2 separate regions of the Xenopus laevis genome follow, and region 1 is linked to region 2. A link is a contact called in public Hi-C data. All regions are on one chromosome and are shown on one strand. Each heading gives the region's core, a stretch centred on a gene start, on an enhancer-like site or on the middle of the called end of the contact. The rest is flanking DNA. Distances are from core to core; before and after follow the strand shown. Region 1 has its middle 11 kb from the start of gna11.L. Region 2 holds the start of s1pr4.L (sphingosine 1-phosphate receptor 4).

What was found. A called contact is a pair of places that touch in the nucleus more often than the background predicts.
Region 1: a Hi-C map of the XTC cell line shows a contact between it and region 2, with 5 times the contacts expected there. The contact joins the enhancer-like site here to the promoter of s1pr4.L in region 2. A contact is called at or near these places in 2 of 4 Hi-C or Micro-C datasets (the XL177 cell line and the XTC cell line).

The regions. Positions count from the first base shown.
Region 1 is chr1L:123,649,353-123,652,052 of Xenopus_laevis_v10.1, forward strand. No RefSeq gene overlaps it. Among protein-coding and RNA genes, the nearest start is that of gna11.L, 11 kb to the right of the region's middle. Within about 2 kb of position 1,444, at least 1 of the 7 cell types and tissues checked has an H3K27ac peak or open chromatin away from gene starts, as enhancers often do.
Region 2 is chr1L:123,490,241-123,492,940 of Xenopus_laevis_v10.1, forward strand. It overlaps s1pr4.L (sphingosine 1-phosphate receptor 4), which reads right to left and starts at 1,405. Exons shown (of 3, transcript XM_018226496.2): 1 at 1,307-1,405.

The DNA of each region.
Region 1 (2,700 bases), core at 194-2,693, 160 kb after region 2:
TGTAGCCTCTTTGTTACTCTTTACTGCCTAATTATCATTAAATTGCCAGTGTGCATAACACTCCAATTCCTTGTTTCCATTTCCCTAAACTATGGTAATTGAGCACAGTTAAAAAAGCTTCTGTCATCCATTACTGATGATGCCTTATAGAACAGATGTAATTATGTCACATCATTCTGTTGTCTCACTTAACAGAAGCCTGTTCCAAATTGTAAGGGATATTAGGTAGTCCATTCTTTAAAAAAAATATTAGACCAAGGGTTACATGCTTTAGGAGCCATCTGTAGGCAATTATAAGAAAATATGTGTATGTGCCAAGGGGGGCAGGGTTTGAAATTTACATGTGTTGTGCCTTTATCTCTCCACCCACGGGCAAAAATGGAACTCAGAAAAGACCCAGTAAACATGGTAAAAAGGCATTCTCAGGCATCCACAAAAGGTCAATAAATGCCAGAATTTACATTTACATTAATATTGCTAAAGTAGAACTTACAATAGAAGGCTATATGCCTTATTCCCCAAAAGAATGATACGAAAACAAATATTTATATATCTGTAAATTGATCTAAATGTGAAAGTTTCAATAGTAATTACTTGGAGTTACTAGTGACTCTGTACTTAAGAAACTGGATTATGTAAGTAAAATGATATACCTTATAACAGTGCTGTCCAACTGGCAGCCCGCGACCCACACTAGTGTGCCCCCCCCACCATGAAAGTCTGGCAGTTCTGACTGCTTAACTTGTGTAAGCTTTAAAAGGTACCAGTACTGAGATTAACTGACCCCTGCATTGTTTACACCTCAAATTCAGTCTAAAAGGCCCCGGACACACATGTAGAGAACCGCCTTGTTTTCGGCACGGTACACGAATCGGTTTTTAAAAAAGTAGACCGCCATGTAAATACGTTTAGTGATTTAAGCTTAGTCATTGGTAACTTCCAATAGTGTATTTTCGCAGAGGTCAGTTTTTTTAAAAACTGCATTTGTGTCCAGAGCCTAAGCACCTGCATTGTTCACTCCTGTTATCCCCCCCTGCATTGTTCACACCAAACTCTGCCTGCCCTATGCTCCCTGTGTGTGCCCTACTCTGCCTGTATTACATTACCCGGGGGACATGAGCTTGGTTATTGTTAGGGACCCCTAAGGTGTTTAATCATGTGCTGGGGTGCTGTACTTTCCACAGGGGAGGAGGACACATATGGATTTAAGGATATATTTCAACATGATTTAAATTGTGTCACACGTATGAGTGATAAGTGACGGGGTCGGACTGAGCCGGCAGGACACCGGGAAAAAACCCGGTGGGCTCCCGTCTCTTGCATTTGAGGCCCACTGGGTTTCAAACCTTGGGGGCCCCGCGTGCATGCACAAAAGCTGTCATGCCGTGCAAAACCAGTGTGATGCGCACATGCAGGAACGACGGGCCGCCACACGCATGCGCAAACATCGAAATCCTGCATGCATGCTAGAAATCCTGTGCACTGCACCACACATATTTTTTTTAGTTTCGCCTGATTGGGGAGCGGGTCTGGGGACCCTGGGTTTTTCCCCGGGTGTTCCATCGGCCCAGTCCGACCCTGGCTACTGCCATTAATGTGGACACGGTCTTAAAAGTTCTTGTGGTAATATGGGTGTAGTTTAAAATGGGCGTGGTTTAAAACCAGGGAGTGGTCAACATTCAATGTCGGACTGGCCCACCAGGATACCAGGAAAACTCCCGGTGGGCCCAGGTGTCAGTGGGCCCTCATGCTGTTATACTTTTGGCCTATTTCATGGCCATTTCCTATTTCTATGAGAACAAAGAGGCTAAATAGATGGAATAATTGATTATAGTATAAAGAAAACAGACTAGAAGAATAGAGGTTTATTGAGGAGATGAAGAATATTAGAACTGAGAGTGGGCCCCTGGTCTAAGGTTTTATGGTGGGACCCTGGTCTAAGGTTTTCGGGTGGGCCCCTGGTGTCCTAGTCTGACACTGTCAACATTGGCTTCCATTATTGGCCCTCCACCACGTATCCACCACAGAAGTTGGACAGCACTGCCTTATAACCTTGCTGGACATATAAATATGCTGTTATAAGCAATTCAGATTTGACTATCTCTTCTTCTTGGTTAGTTTAGAAATGTTTATTCCATGCACAAAGAATATGGAGCTAGATCACCATCTACTGACAATTTAGAAGTAATGCTAGTTTTCCAAAGCTACACAACATAGGACTCATTTACTATAAATAGGGACAGAAGGGCTGAGCACTAAATTGCACCTCTTTGGAATACCAGTAAATGATTACCCTTTTAATTAACTCTTTATTGCATGGTTACGTTCATACACCTGTGACAGTTCTACTTTAATGCCAAAAAGTCTGTTCAAATTGGTATCAACTGCTAGAGATATATTTGCTTGTATATACCTATAAAAAATATCCGCACCATATAACCCACATCAAGCAAATGCTAAAACTCCAGCAATCCTAAAAGATTAAAGGCAACATTTACTGGCAGGCTGTAATAAAACTTTAACATCATTGTATACATTAATAATTATTCACTATACAGGTACAGGTGCTACTTATATGGGGGCAGATAAAACAGATATATTATTCAAAGTCAGTATGGCTCTTAAGCAACCTGAAAGCCTTTAAAATCAGTTGGAGGGTTACATCCAACCTGCATACCTTCAGTTGGACAACCCAGTCTT
Region 2 (2,700 bases), core at 155-2,654:
CGAAATTCATATGCTATGTGGTTCTCTAGTATATTACTCAGGTGTATACTATTTGACCTAGTATAGTGTATCTAACAAGGGGTACCTCTTGTTGTTATCCCTTTAAGAGTGTTGTTTCCTTTTGTATCGTTAGAGTGTGAGCTCCTTGCACAAACTTATAAAGCTGCAAAACTCAGTTTCTTTTACCATATGATGAGGTAAAGATATAAAGGATGATTTACAGAACTGCCCCATTAAAATGCAATACACAATGTGATTGTACCTCCTACGTCATCTATAAGTGCTATGCAGGATTATGTTGGTTGCGCCTACTTTGGTGCATGAGGCGCATGCGACATGCTCCAGCACTTGGGATCCCTGTACCTGACACCTGGTTTGTCCAGGCTGTCAGTCAATATGATTCCTGTTGAATCACAATTAAATGGCAAATAATTGCATTTCCATGTTCTGCCTGTAGGCATCTTTCCCCTGTAGAAGCAAGTCTTGCCTATTTGCACACAGTTGATAAAACGGCACAGATCGTTGTACTTTCATTGGCTGGAACAACATTTTGTACTTTATTGTAGCCGGCACAATTACACTAGAATTATGTAAAATAATGTTGCACTGTGGGTAAAATGCACTTTCTGCTCCTTTAGTAAATACCGTAAGCCCTTTATACTCTCATTATGCTACCAGGCTGTGAGCGTATTGGTTGAGTAGTTTTTACTAAAGAGACACAGTGCCCTGATGTGCACTCGAAACCACACAAAAATCAGGCAATGGGTAAAAACAATAGAAATACATGTGGCATATTGTATGAAGGTGCTAAAATTCCATGAAAGAATATGCTGCACCTTCTTTGACCCCTATTTGGCCACTAAATGTTATACTTTGTAGGGCAGGTTGCCTCATTGGACCTGTAGACTGAAAGCTCCGCAGTACAGAGTGAGACTTACTACTTCTCAGATTTACTACTATAGGTTGTAAAGCTCCAAAGTAGTACGGTTCTCAACTGTAAGTCAGATTTCCAATTATAGTACCTGACTGCAAGCTTCTTGTCTGATTTTCTCTCACTGCTAATCGATACATATGCGTTTCTTGGGATAGCACCTACCATTTGAGCCATAGCTTTCAAACCTCTCGTCCAAAAGGGGTTTCTTTATGTTCTCCCATTGTTCTAGTAAATAATATGCTTCTTTTGGCATCTCTTAATAAATCAGGAGTTTGCAGTTGTTCTGCATCTCTGCCTGTAAAGTCTCCCGAACTTGTTTCTTTGCTAAAGCCTTATCTCCCCTCCCTAGTTCCATTTTAACCCCTTACTCACCTGGCAACAGGTGGCCACTGTGCAAGGAATGGTGGTAATAAAGTGAATGAATCAATGACAGATCTCACACAAGTGACAGCTCTGGGGAGAGTGACAGGAAATATTTTTCACAAGTGTCACCGCAAGACTGCAGGATGGACTCCACCCTGGAGGCATGGGTGGGGGTATTGATTCTAACCACTGTCATTAACTGCCATACATCAAGCAACTGCTTATACCAGTATACAGTGACTATATTGCCTGGGCTATTCTACACTAACCGTATGTAATACAATAGTAGCAATCAATACAAAAGCACAGATAGGGAGAAACAGCAGATGCTAGGGAATGGCAATACATACAGTTATAAGTTAAGTGTTATAAAAGTATATTCAAAACAATTTGATATGTAAGATTTTAGCTTTCAGTAAACATCTTACATCAAATTAACGTTAAAGTCACATAAGTGATTATGCAGCATTTTACCCAGCATAACTTGTGACTGATACCTCTGCATATCACTCCTGATATCAGGAGAATTGTTGCAAAAAGCTACTAGGCTGACCCTTTCTACTATAGTTTAGGGACTACATACAGGTGATAAACCCATTCAACATCATTGCAGCTATCATGAATAGCCTTGAGCTGACTGGCTACACTACAAAGTATCGGGTGCAGTCAAGCAATGGTGTACTCCATGCTCAGTGGTGGCTATGGTGCTATGAGCTTTTCTTGCATTGTTTCCCAGTGAGTGTGCTGACAGTTGTCCATATGACTGACAGGGCAACTACAGAGACTTTCAAGCAATTATTGATTGCAAATGAAAAATAAGAACCTTACATTGCATTCCTTATGAGACACTGTATTGTGTGAACACTGAGCAGTAAATCCCCATTACTGGCCAAAGGACAACTCTAGACGTGGCCTGAATTAGTGATTGTCAGCACCCTGAGTGGGTGGATACGTTCAGCAGAGGGCACCTGTGATGAAATAGTGTAAGGACCATTCATTGACCACCAAAGAAGCTTCCTAGCACAAAGCATTTGGAAGAAATGGAGAGAAATGGCAAATCACAATATTCCTTCCTACTAGTATCGTTCTCCCCAGTGCCAGGACTAAATGCTCTTGAAGCCAAGGAAAACCAGGCAATTGGCTCATCCATTGCTATTCAGTAATCTTTTTACTAATGATTGTTTAGATTATTTCTATGAATTGAAAGAGAAACAGAAAACATTTTACAAATAGCATTTTGTTTCTCATTTATTTGGAAAACTATCTTACCTTTCAATCCCTTCTCTGATTCCTCTTCTGGGATTTTTTTCTGTCTTGTACCTTTATTCTTGTTGCAATTCCCATGTTTTCTTCTTCTTCCTACTCTTTTTTTTTACATTTTCTTTCTACCTTGCCCCTTTTAC